Linked DNA regions of Mus musculus: all the other regions are linked to region 3. A link is a contact called in public promoter capture Hi-C data. All regions are on one chromosome and are shown on one strand. The core of a region is the stretch at or near the end of the contact, and the rest is flanking DNA. Distances in the headings are between cores, read along the strand shown. Region 1 holds the start of Dlgap4 (DLG associated protein 4). Region 2 holds the start of Tgif2 (TGFB-induced factor homeobox 2). Region 3 holds the start of Cep250 (centrosomal protein 250).

Region 1 (4,224 bases), core at 800-3,299, 660 kb after region 3:
TCGCATCCACTCCCTGTTCCCTTCCTAGACACTGCCTGACTTGTAACAAGAAGTATTATCACAATATAAATGTATCTGGTTTACAAATGTCTAGATAACAGCACAACAGGCACTTGAGACTGCACACTGTTTCAGGGACACTGAAGCCTCTACCACACTCCCATCACCTGTCCTCGGGGCCACTACTTGTCAAAATCTGCTATTCATCACTCCTGTGTGTATTCTTATATTACATATGCCAGTGTCCCCAAATAATGCATAGCCTTATGTTGTCTGTTTTCCAACTATGTGTCCGATTCTTCCAGCTGCAACTTGCTTTTTTAAAAATCCAATTACATATTATTATTATTATTATTGTTAATGTTATTATTATTTTAAAGATCATATTGAATTCAGGTGAAGCTCACAAGTCATGAAATCCATCTCTGAGTCCTCACAAGCCAAGTGTGGCTCTGTGACCCGTCCTAACAGATGTTTGAGGCTTGTGGCATGGGGACAGCCTTCTGTGGTCACTGTTTTACCCGGCTCCAGACAAACGGCTGTTTAGACTGTGATCAGCTTTTCACTTATAGTCAGTGCTGCTGTAAAGCCTCGGTGAACAAGGCCCTGAAACCCTTTTCTGAGGCCGGTCGACACCTGCTCATTTTAGCCAGCTACACAGTGCAAGGCCACTGTTCAGCCCTGCCAGAGGCTTCCGAATCCATAGAGGTCTTCTTAGCTACCCAAGGGAAGGGACCTTGTTCCTCTCCAGTGACAGCTGCCTGAACCTACAGTCCCTCCTCTCCTGCCCTTCACCCTCCTCTAGGACTCCAAACTGACCTTTCCTCTGCCTATCTTAGCCAGGAAGCCAATTCCTGCAGCATGGGTCATGGCAGATCTCCTCTGGGCCAGTAGCTGTAGTTGGTGGGAGTCCAAACAGCACAAACCCTGGGAGAAAGGGAAGGTTGGTTGTTTTTTTTTTTTTTTTTTTTTTTTTTTTTTGAAGGGAGGCATGGGTGGGCCAGTAGTGTGAGAAGCTGGTACATGAAATTGCTCTGGGTCTTGAGGGATGAGTAGGAGTTTGTCACTGAGAGATGGTGGGAGGGCATTGCAGGCTCAGGCAAGAGGAGAGGCTAGGACTAGAATAGTGGGGTAGAGATGTGAGGAGGGTGGGCAGGCAGTGGAAGAGAAGAAAGAGGCCTGGAGGAGCCTCAGTTGCATACCTAGTATTCTCCAGGGACAGCTGTGTGGGAGCCAGGGGAGGAGGCACATCCATTTGACACCTATTGAATGCCATGATCCAGTACGAAGAGCTTACCTCTATTCTTTATCTCTTCGGTTTCTTAAGGAGGTAGATGCTTATGTGGTCCCGATTGTGCGGGTAGAAAAACGAGCTCAGGGAGAAGCACGGACTATGGTCCGTGATCACAGAGCCCCCGTGAGAGGGAGGACAGGTGCCCGGCCACGAATTCCAGAGATGCGTTAGCCAGCCAGGTACTGCTGCCCAAAACAAGGGTTCTCCAGGAAGCGGGTCACCGGGAGGGGGCACCCGATCCTAGAGGCAAGAACCCTAACGGGAGAAAGAGGGGTGAGAAGAAGCCTGACTCCCGCAGCGAGACCCAGACCAGCCGCATCTTTCCCGTGCCTCAGTTTTCCTACCCCACAGTGAACGCAGCCAAAACACCTTCCTGCCGACCCACTCAATAACCCAGGTTTCCAAGTTCGCGCGCCACCGCGGCCAGCGCTGTGTAACCTCGCTCCGGTAGTCTGCCCTCTCTGGACGATCGGTCGCAGATTCCCAAGCGCTCTTTCCGCTACACACCCAGCGTCCGCAGCCGCGGTGCCCCTCCCCTCCCCTTCCCTTCCCCGGGCGGGCGGCGGGGGTGGCGCGCCGGGCCCCGAGCGGCCCCCGCGGTCCCCCGCAGCCCCGGGCCCCCGGCCTGATCCGCGCCTGGTTTTGGGCGCAGCCGCGCGGCCCCCTCCCCCGCGCGCGTCTCCCCGCCCCCCGCCCCCTCCCCGCCGCTCTCGGGGAGCCGGGGCCGCGCGGCTCCTCCTCCCGCAGCCGCATCTGGGGCGCCGCGCCGGCCGGAGGAGAGGCATGGGGCGCCCGCGGGCCGGGGCCGGGGCCGGGGCCTAGGCGAGCGAAGCTTAGAGCGAGCGGAACGAGCGAGCGAGCGGAGCGGGCGCAGCGCAGAGGCCGAGTGGACCGAGGCGGTCGAGCGCAGGGCGCAGGTGAGCGCGCGGGGGTGGCACGCGTCAAGACCCTCCTCCGAGGCTAGATCGGGGGCAGCCCCCAGCCGCGGGCAGACCCCGGGACAGATGCGCTCAGCGACGGGGTCTCCCGGATCCTCTGACGGGCAGTGGCGCCCGGGCCTGGGGACCGACGCGGGCCGGCCCCTCCGATGCTGTCGGCCCTTCCCTGGCCGGGGCGCAGGAGCGGTTCCCGGCCCTCCATCCGCAGGCGGCTGGCAGCGGCAGCCCCCTCCCAGCCGCGTGTCCGGGCGGCCGGGGCTTCCTTGCCTTCAGCCTGCCGCACGCTCGTACTCCCTTCCCGGGATCTCCCCGGGACCGGGCATCCGGGGAGGGGGCGGGCGACCCCGCGCCGCATCGCCCCCGGAGCGCTCGTCTGCCCGGGAGGGGCCGAGCGACCCTGGCACCTGGGCTGTGGGGGGGCCGCTCACATGGCCACGGGAGGCCCCCACGTGCGGCGCCCCGCGGGAACGGGGGTTCGCGTACAGAGCGGGTGGAGGATAGACCAGGTGGCTGCGGAGGCCAGCTGGGTCCAGATGTGCAGGGCCTGCTGGGAGGGGACATGTGCTACCTGGGCAAGTGATGGTCCCTGGGCCTCCTTGGGCAGAGCTTGCCTTGTCGGATTCCCCATCCAGCCCTTCATCCATCTCCTTTCTCGCGTTCTTCTATGCTGCCTGTGTTGCGGAAAGGGCTGTCACCGACTGTTGATGTTGTGGGGGAAAATGAAATGGGGGAAGGGTGGTGGGTAGGTGGGTGGGTGAAGGCCAGTTGTGGCGGAGATACCCAAAGGATGGGGAACCTTACGCTTGGAGGACTGTGCTGATGGGGGGGGGGGGAATGTCCCAGCACCTCCACCTGCTTGGAAGTAGAAAATGCAGAGGGGGAGGGGGCTGCAGTCCCCAGCCCTAAGGAGGCTGGACTGCCCCGCCTCTACTCTTGGCACCTCCTGTGCGGTGGGGGAGGGTCCGGTCCCTCTGCCTCTGTGGCTTCACCAGACAGGACCATGTCAGAATGCCTGTTGGAGGAGTCTGTGGAATTCTTCCCTCAGGTGGCTACCTCTCTCCCCTTCCTCTGGTATAGAAAACTGTGGGCTGCCTGGGCCAAGGGTGGTCCGAGGGGCCTGAGCCAGACTGTTAAGGACAGCGGGACTGGGTGGGGCCGCAGAGCTGGCTTCCGGGCTGATAGCCGAGGCTCGGGTTGGGGGGCCATCCTCCCCCTCAGCTGGGCTTCAGCGACTGCTCAACAAGCTCCGAGTATGTTCCCAGTAGCTTCTGACGATGCTGTCTGTGCACGTGGGGCAGGCGTGTGTGCCTGTGTCTGTATTGGGGTTGGGGTGGGATAGAGTGTGTGGGTTCTCCGGAAGCTGGGCAATGCCCGGTGTGCCTGTGAGTGGTGTCCGCGAAGCCCTCGTCCATTTAGGCCAGGTGGAGCTAGGCTGGGCACTGGAGAGGTAGGTGGGCAGGGCCCCGAGTCAAGAGAAAGTGTGGGGTAGGCAGGGCCTGATGACTGACTTACAGAACCCGGTACCCAGGACTATCCTGCTGGTGTCAGCCAGAGATGAGCTGCAGGTTTGAGGGCTGTGCCCCGGGCCGGCGCACGGCTGCTTGGCAGCCGAACTTGCTGTTTTGAAGGAAGGCTGCGCAGCACTCAGGGGCTGAGGGTGGAACGTGTACTTGGGAGCTTTCAGAGGACTCAGTGACGTATCTAGTGTATCGGGGCACCCACTGGCATCTTGTTAGGATTTTGTGGCTCACAGGCATCTGGCTTCATAAATGCCAGCGTACCTACACACTGAGGGATATTGTCCGCTGCCCTTTACCCAGCAGAGAGCAGGGTCTCGCCCCTCCCCTACAACTGTAATTGATGAGTACTCATTGATTTGAAAAATAAAATAAAATAAATTTTAAAAATAGCGTTCCCGAACTCCAGTGGACTTTAGTATATTTTCATTTAAACATTCCGAAATGGGAATGAAAAAATTTTAATTCTGATTTT
Region 2 (4,376 bases), core at 1,547-4,046, 880 kb after region 3:
AGGAAAGTTGAGAACCACGGCTCTAGAGCTAAGGCTGACCTTGAACTCACAATTCTCCTGCCTTACCTCTGGAGTGCTGGGTTTACTGACAAGCTTTGACACACAGGCCTGAGGGAGCTTTTGAGAAAACCTCCAAGTCACTGGGTTCCTTTTTTCCGTTTTATGGAAGATCTGAGCATTGAAGCTTTCTCTTTTGAGACAAGGTCTCACAGTGTACCTATAGCTCGCAGTGTACCTATAGCTCGCAGTGTACCTATAGCTCGCAGTGTACCTATAGCTGGCCTGGAACTCACTGTGTAAACCAGGACGGCCTTGAGCTCACAAAGATCGACTTGCCTCCATCTCCAAGTGCTGAGATTAAAAGCTTGAGCCACCTCGCTCAGCAGTTTCTTACTGTATGGGGGAACGGGGGAAAGGTTTCTTGCCACAACAGTAGTGTGTATCCATAGTGCTGGATTTCAAGTTCACGTTTGCTAGAGAAGATTGACTCTACCAAAACTAGATGAGAGCCAGGTGTGGCAGGAAAAACAGCCTCAGGAAGCTGAAGTACAAGAAGGATTCCAGACCCCCCACATCTCAATAAATAAATAAATATAAATAATAATAACTTACCATCAGGCATGGGGATTCACGTGTGCAGTGTGCAGTGCTATTTGGGAACCTGAAGCAAGAATATCCTTGAGCACCGGAGTCTGAGGCCAGCCTGAGAAACAGAGAGACTTGTTACAAACCAAACCAAACCCCAGTTGGAAAAAGCTTGTCAGGATTATCAATACGTCTGGCCAAAGTCCCTTCTAGGCCGAATATTATAGCTGAAAATAAACTCATGTCAGACCTCTCTGACTTGGAACACAGATTTACGGGATCGTATGGTTCCATGATTATCAGTTACCATCCAGATCCCAGGAAGGGCACCTAGACGTTTGGCTTTTCCAGAACAGCGGTATGAAGAATACTCTCATGCAAGCTTTAACTTCATGCACAGCTGCTCCAGGATCATGAACCCAGGAGTGGGAATGCCTGGGGTGAAGATGCACAGAGCTTAAACTACATTTACAGAGCAGTCAGACCTGGCAACTGTCGAGTTCATGGTATATTTAGGCTAGGGAAGTTGTTTATGTGAAATCCTGACACAGAGCCAGCCTGACACAGAGCCCCCCTCACCCCAACCCTGGATCCTGCCAAGCGGGTCAGGGAGACTCCAGACCTGTCACCCAGCATTCAGTCCGCTCTGCTGCTGGCCATGGGGAGGAACGCGTCACTCATGTGAGCAGGCCTGGGGTCACTGGTGGAATCCGTGGGCTTGTGACTGCCCACCAGAGGCTCCTGTCACAAAGAAAAGACACCTGCTGCACACGCCTGGATCGTATGAGATCCAGGGCACATCTCCAGATTCACTGGGCTATCCCTCTATTTTCCCTCCATGTCACACCTATATGACAGTCCCTGCTTTTTGCCAAGACCTAATTGGTTTTTACTTTTCTTACCTAAGATTTCCCATCTCCTTCATTCTTTCAAAGGTCTGTGGCTGGAATATGACTTGGCTAAGAAATTGCTTGTGACCAACTCTCTGAGACTTGGTGTCACCATCAGTAAAAAAGAGGGTTCTGGGCAATGTTTTTGATTTTGGATGGCCATCTTGGTTTCAAGGATTTCCAGGCAAGTCCGGCTTCTATGAAACCCACCTTAAGATGCTTTTAATCGGCATCCTGACTGGCTTAGGGCCTTCTGGTAGGAAAACTTAACTTTGGTTGCCAAAGTTTTTGTGACTACAGTACAACGAAAAACAAAAGCTTGAGTCTGCTGCAGCAATGACAGCTGTTGTCTCTGTCACTTAGCTGCAGCAGGTGCGCCACTCTTAAGTCTGACCCAAGACCCAAACTCAACAGTAAAATGATTAGAAGATAACAGCATTAAAAAAAATAACAATCAGGGAAGACTGTTCGGATGCTGTTGGTTCTGGCACGTGGGTCTCAGGTTTCTGGGCCTATATGATCACAAACCCAGAAAAGGCCTGTTAGCTGGAGTTAGGCTATGCCACACTTATGCAGATAGCAAGAGACAGACAAACAGTCAGGGAACTTGGACGCAAGGAAAACTTGAGGTAAAATGACCCTAGCCTGGACCGCTGGAAGCGCCTAGCCTCACCCTCTCCAACTGGGGTTAGCCACCAAGGGAAAGGCTCGGCTCTATCATCAGACCCACCTGGCCAAAGGACACTGGCACACGTGGTAAGGCAGGGACCAGCGAGTAAATGCGGCCACCTCCAAATTGCGACACGGTGCCTGCCTCACTCACGCTCCTGGGGTGCAGCCTGTACTCACCCCTGGCCGACCATCTGCGCTAGGCTTGGGGTTTTATCCCAAGTGGTCTTCGCCGCGCCGTTTGCCTTATGAGCGGACAAAACAACTGGTCCTTTAGCACCTGGGAGTTACTCTGAGCCGACTGAGCCTCAGTTTCCCCATCCCCACAAGGGCAAGCTCCCAGAGGAGGAGGCGAACTTACAAAGGTACGGGGACTGGCACCCTTTGTGCCTGGTAGTGCCCCCACCCCCATGGAGGAGCACACAGTAGGCGCTCCGGAAACACTCTCTGAAAGGAGGAGCGGGCCACTTCCTGCCCTGGAGCTGACTCCGGGAGCCCTGGTCCCACCGCTCCGCCCCGGGCCCCGGCCATGCGGCATTCCTAAGGTGGGTGGGCGCAGGAAGGAGGTGCCGCGGGCCCGCCCCCTCCGACGCGTGGGCGGGGCGAAGCCCCCTGGCTCTGCGGGCCCGCCCCCGAGGGTGGGCGTAGCTGGCCACGCTCTGCACAAAGTTTGTTTCTGCCTCGGGGCGGTGGGGGAGGGTGCGGCAGGCGGGATGGGAGGAGAGGGGATCTGACGTCAGGTCGCGAGGTGCTTTCCAGCCGCGAGCTGTCAGGCGGGTGTCAGACCCGGCAGGTACGCGGCGCGTTCCCCCGGTGCCCCCCGCCCCGGCCGGGTGGTCCCACACCCCACCGAGGCCGCGTGGGCCGGAAAGCCGCCAGGGAAGGTGAGTGCGGGGCGCCGAGGGGCTGGAGACGCGGGAGGAGGCGCGCGGACAACTTGGAAAGTTTCTTGGGGCGACGGGGCGGGGGAGGGGGCGTCGTCCCGGCGCGTGCGACAGTGGGTGTGTGAGCCCCGGGGGTGTGTGTGAGTCGGGACCGCGGAACGCTGGCGCGGAATGCCGGGGTTGGCGGGGGGGGCGCTGTTCGGGGTCCTTGAGGGAGGGCTCGGCTCCCAAAGCTCCCAAAGCTCCTCTGGGAGAGGGCAGCCGGTGCCCTGCAGCGGGGTGAGCGCGCGGGGAGCGGGTTTGTTTGGTTTCAAAAGTGCACGTTGCTAACCGCCGGCAGCCCCCCCCCCTCCCGCACGGCGACAGAGCGGGACCGGGGGCCGCCGAGTGACAGCTGGAGGTGGGGGCCGCGGGCGGGGCTCCGACGGAGAGGGCTTGGGAGCCCGCGCGAGTTCCCCTTTCCTTTGGAACAAAGGAAAGTCTGTCTCCGAGGCATCTGTCACTCCCAGGCGGGCCAAGGCTGTGGGGCGCGTGGGGCTGGCGACGCGGAGAAAGTTTGTGCGCGCCGGGACCCCGGGACCAGGCGAAGGGCAGCCGAGCGTCTTGCGGGGGCTGTGCGCGTCCCCGATGTAGGGGGGGCGGCCAACATGGAGTCCAGGCGCAGAGTTGGGGGGGGGGGGCGGCGCGGAGGTTGGAGCCCAGCCCCCTCTTTTCCCCTCCCCCTCCGGGCCGAGTTCGGAGCACAAAGCCGAGCGCGCACGCTCCGGCGGCCCCGCGCCCCAAGAGTCACCCTGCGCGGAGTACCAGGGAACGGGCTGGGAACTAAACTTTTTCCTGTCCCAAAATGGACACGTGAGTTTTTTTTTTTTCCTTGCAAAGTCGTCCCCCCCCCCCAACCCCCAAGCGCCGGGTGGCGGACCGACAGGGGAGCTGTTGCTCGCACCGTGACTCTGGTGGGGGACAGTTGAGTGAGGGTGCCTTGAGCGCCGGCGGATTCGTCGGCGCCCCATGAGCCATGTGCTCCGTTGCGTCTGGGCCGCGGGGGAGGCTGCGCGCTTTGTGTGAACTGCTGGGAACTCCAGCCTCAGTGTGCGGCCCGGGGGATTGTATCTGGAGCTGGGCGAGTTGTCAGAAAGTTCCTGTGGGAGTGGCTGCAGATGGTGTTGTGGGAGTGTGTAGGAGATTGATGGGGTGCAGTGTCCAAGGGGTGCCTCCAATAACCCAGTTGTATAAAAAACTGATGGATGGCCGGTGTGGTGACGTGCGTGCTCCTGGGTCGGAGAGATCGTGGGTGGGCAGGTCACTTGGAGTTCGTGGGTGGGCGGGTGCAGGAGTTGGGCTAGTTTCG
Region 3 (4,357 bases), core at 987-3,486:
CTAGAAATGAGAGTAAGAAGGGTGAGAGCTTAAAGAGCAACTTTTTAAAAAAAAAACTATGAGGATGACTTGACTTATACAGTTCAATGGATACTTACTCAATGCCTATGAGACTATACATGAAGCATTCAGAATAACTCACTCTCACAAGTTTATGAAACTTAAATTTCAGAGAGGAAACATGTGAAAACAATAAGTCAGTAAATAAAAGGCAGAATTTCTATGAAAGAAACAAGAAACCATGATGGGAAAACATAGAGTAAGTTTTATTTCTCAAAAATTATCTTGTTGCCTGGCAGTGGTGTCTTTGCCTCTAATCCCAGCACTTTGGTGGAACAACCAGGGCTACACAGAGAAGCCCTATTTTGAAAAACCAACCAACCAACCAACTAACCCCAAAAACCTAAAACGTTTAAAAAGCTATAGGGTGTTTATCTCTGTTCCCTAGCTCTCTCCTCTCTTTCCCTTCTCCCTGCCCGCCAACCCCCAACCCCGTGTATAATTCAGAATGTTCTGGAACTCCTCCTGTAGACCAGGCTCTAACTCAGAGATCTGCCTGCCTCTGTTTCCCCAGGGCTGGGTGTAAAGGCGTGTGCCTCCACTGTTCAGCTGTCTGGCTCTCTCATGTTCACACCACCTCACACCACCTATACATTAATTAGTTCACTCAACACTTCTGGGCATCTGTTTTGTATCAGATGGCCTTGTACTGTGTGCTAGAGTCACAGATGCCCAAGAAGGACTCTGTCTCGTGTAGTTCCCATAGTGCATAATCATCTGGGGTATTTGCAAGAATGCAGATTCCTGGCTTCACCTTTGGTCTACTGAGTCTTCAGGAATTGAATCGAAGTGTCAAGTCCCACCTCGTGTCTTGGTATATACTGAGATGATTCATTTCTTTGTTTTTGCTTATTTGTTTGTTTTGTCTCTACTAAAATTATAACCAACTGGGAATCAAATAAAAATTTAATGCTGGCCTGGAGAGATGGCTCAGGGGTTATATAGCAGTGACTGCTTTTCCAGAGGTCCTGAGTTCAATTCTCAGCAACCTCATGGTGCTCACAACCATCTGTAATGGGATCGGACGCCCTCTTCTGGTGTGTCTGAAGACAGCTACAGTGTACTAATATAAATGAATAAAAAATTCACACACACACAAAAGAAAGAAAGAAAGAAAGAAAGAAAGAAAGAAAGAAAGAAAGAAAGAAAGAAAGAAAGAAAGAAAGAAAGAAGGGAGGGAGGGAGGGAGGAAGAAAGAAAGGAGGGAGGGAGGGAGGAAGAAAGAAAGAAAGAAGGGGAAGAAGGAAGGGAGGGAGGGAGGGAGGGAGGGAGGGAGGGAGGGAGGGAGGAAGGAAGGAAGGAAGGAAGGAAGGAAGAAAGAAAGAAAGAAAGAAAGAAAGAAAGAAAGAAAGAAAGAAAGAAAGAAAGAGAGAAAGAGAGAAAGAGAGAAAGAGAGAAAGAGAGAAAGAGAGAAAGAGAAAGAAAAGCCGGGCAGTGGTGGCGCACGCCTTTAATCCCAGCACTTGGGAGGCAGAGGCGGGCGGATCTCTGAGTTTGAGGCCAGCCTGGTCTACAGAGTGAGTTCCAGGACAGCCAGGGCTACACAGAGAAACCCTGACTCGAAAAACCAAAATAAATAAATAAATAAATGAAAAAAATCAATGCTAAGAAAATGCGTCAATAATGATTGTACAATATATTATCAAAATAACTCCCCGTTCCTAGCGGAACGCAGTCAAGTAGCGGTAGTCATAACCGGACAAAGTAGCCAACGACACAGTTGTTTGCGAATGTTCTGTTTCCTGGGGCTGCGTGGAGGATCAGTAAAGATCTAAAGCTGAGACATTCGTTTGCCCAGATTTAACTGGAGCTAGGTGCTTTCACCCAGTTACTGTACTTGGCTTTGTTGGTGAGACAGTGCGCAGGTGCACCGAGACCTTGGCTACACGCATGCGCAGTACTTAACTCTGAAGCCACAGGCGGGAGCTTACGGGCGAGTGTTTCTTCTCCACCTCAGAACGTTCAGTGCTAGAATTCAGAGACGGTGACTGTCTTTACTTTTGGAGAGCGACCTTGGTCTCACTATATCCCCCCCTTTCCTTTTGGGCTTCTCTAGTAAGTTGGCTGCCAGTACTTAATATGGCGAGAGGTTTGCAGCGGCGCACTCATTCCCGGCGCTCGGCTGGACTGGGCTGGGCGGTTCCCCACGAAAGGGCGGGAGTTTGACGGGCGGGGCCTGGCCTCCAGACTGAGGGCGGCCCCAGGCCGGGCCTGCAGGTTGCTGCAGCGGCCTCGGTAGCTGCGGAGCGCTTCGGGATCCCCGGGAACCGACTCTGGTGAGGTGGGCAGGGGCAGGCGGGAGGCGCTGAGCGTAACGGTCCGAGGTCCAGGGCCTGGGCGCCCGCGGGGATGTCGCCTGGACAGCGGCTTCCTGTATCCCGGGAGGCACCCCGGGCCCAGAGAGGGGCTGGGACCTGTCCCAGTGGTCGGGGCCTGCCTGCCTCAGTTTCCTGCTGCAGCCGCCGCCCAGAGAACCTCACACTCGGGTGGCCCACTGTCGTAGCCCGGAGCTGACGGGATGAGATGCTGCGCGCCCTGCGGATCACGCTCCGTGCACCCGGGAGTTTTGCAGCGCCCTGTGCTCATACGGCTTTGCATGTGATCTTCCCCTGAAAGTCCGCTCTCAGCCCACTGCCCCATTATCAGAACTTTGATTTTTCAGAACTCAAAGATCACTTCTTTAAAAATCTTTCTTGAGGCCTGCTCCAGGCTCAACTGATCAGATTCTTGCCTTTTGCGAACTTTGCCCAAGTCAGTGTTCTGCCACTCTTTCTTGTTCTGGGCTTGTTAGAAATCATGTCCTTTTTTTTCAACTCTTATGCCCTATGATGACTACTAGTAACTAAAAAAAAGTTACTGAATAGTCGAAAGATGACAGCTCTATTAAATGCATTACCTACAAAGGCCCCTTTAATCCATGCAGCGATCTATGGTGTGCGTTCTGTATATTCACGTTTTATGCACGAAGAAACAAGCACTTATAAATCAAGTTTCACAATGAGCTAGAACCCCCTACGAATATTATGACTTAACTAGATTGCCTTTAGTTTGCTGTTTATACGTTAGCCTGTAAGATATGGAGGTCAGGGTTGCAACTCACGTTTCAATAAAAGGGCTGCTTTTTTTTTTAACCCAGCGTCTTATGCAGCCAGTCAGTGTTGAGATTTCAGGCCTGTGAGTCTAGGCTGGGCCCTGAGAAAGCTTATGAAGTAGGATTGATAATATTACCAAATCGATAGTTTTCTTAACAAAAATCAAGGCCAGCTCTGCACTGTCTTACTGGTACATCTACACCCTGTGCTGCAGGAACATATTGTCACATTTTGCTCAAATTACCTCAGAAAGCTTCAGGTGTGGATGTCATTAATTCATTCCCCTTAGGAAATGCTCTGCAGTGCTGTGAGTTTTATATTTTTTGATTTTGGCAGCTAATGAAATGAGAATAGAATTTGGAATTGAATTAGACTTTGATTTCCGCTTTGCTACTAACCAGTTGCGCCTGGTGGACACGTGAAGGCTATAGAGGACGTTGTGGAGATGTCTTTAGCCTTCGTGTGGGTTAGAATCATTAGGCCAACTCCTTACCTGTGGAACCATGCTCCCATGTAAAAAATATTTAGTTTTAAGCCGGGTGTGGTGGCGCACGCCTTTAATCCCAGCACTTGGGAGGCAGAGGCAGGCGGATCTCTGAGTTTGAGGCCAGCCTGGTCTACAAAGTGAGTTCCAGGACAGCCAGGGCTACACGGAGAAACCCTGTCTCGAAAAACAACAAACAAACAAACAAAAAACAACAACAAAATTTTGTTTTAATTATGTGTATGGGGGCAGCAGAGTGGATACAAATGCAGGTATCAGAGCTGTAGACCTCCTGGAACTGAGTTAGAGGCAGCTGTTAGTATGTGATGAGAACTGAATTTGCATGCCCTGCAAGAGCAATCTGGCCTCAAACTCAGGGATCTACTACCTCCTGCCTCCCACTCGCAGGGATCAAAGGAGTGCACCATCATGTCCAGCTTACATTGCCATTTTCTGAATCCTACTTTTCTTTCATCCTTTCCTTTTTTTTTTTTTTTTTTTTTTTTTGAGACAGGGTTTCTCTGTGTAGTCCTGGCTGTCCTGGAACTCACTCTGTAGACCAGGCTGGCCTCAAACTCAGAAATCCGCCTGCCTCTGCCTCCCAAGTGCTGGGATTAAAGGCGTGCACCACCACGCCTGGCTCATCTTTTTTTCTCTTTTTTGGGATTTTATTTATTTTTATTTCATATGTATGAGTGCTTTGTATGTGTGTCTGGGGGCA

The links. Promoter capture Hi-C pulls out the DNA fragments that hold promoters and counts their contacts.
Region 1: a contact with region 3 is called in a promoter capture Hi-C map of second pharyngeal arch cranial neural crest. The contact joins the promoter of Dlgap4 here to the promoter of Cep250 in region 3. A contact is called at or near these places in 1 of 39 promoter capture datasets (second pharyngeal arch cranial neural crest) and 1 of 115 datasets of contacts at active chromatin or transcription factors (bone marrow-derived macrophages).
Region 2: a promoter capture Hi-C map of pre-B cells shows a contact between it and region 3, with 2.0 times the contacts expected there. The contact joins the promoter of Tgif2 here to the promoter of Cep250 in region 3. A contact is called at or near these places in 1 of 39 promoter capture datasets (pre-B cells) and 1 of 115 datasets of contacts at active chromatin or transcription factors (bone marrow-derived macrophages).

Annotation. Positions count from the first base shown.
Region 1 is chr2:156,611,648-156,615,871 of GRCm38.p6, forward strand. It overlaps Dlgap4 (DLG associated protein 4), which reads left to right and starts at 2,050. Exons shown (of 13, transcript NM_146128.6): 1 at 2,050-2,211. It overlaps Gm14169 (predicted gene 14169), which reads right to left and starts at 1,775. Exons shown (of 4, transcript NR_040372.1): 1 at 1,639-1,775; 2 at 1,298-1,549; 3 at 820-927.
Region 2 is chr2:156,837,211-156,841,586 of GRCm38.p6, forward strand. Tgif2 (TGFB-induced factor homeobox 2) reads left to right here and starts at 2,797. Exons shown (of 3, transcript NM_173396.3): 1 at 2,797-3,028. It overlaps LOC115486128, which reads right to left and starts at 4,038. Exons shown (of 5, transcript XM_030252280.1): 1 at 3,972-4,038; 2 at 2,506-3,789; 3 at 1,208-1,326; 4 at 613-703. The coding sequence starts at 4,038. The coding sequence ends at 1,325. Gm14230 (a long non-coding RNA gene) reads right to left here and starts at 879. Exons shown (of 2, transcript XR_003953756.1): 1 at 836-879.
Region 3 is chr2:155,954,322-155,958,678 of GRCm38.p6, forward strand. Cep250 (centrosomal protein 250) reads left to right here and starts at 2,237. Exons shown (of 33, transcript NM_001130000.1): 1 at 2,237-2,336.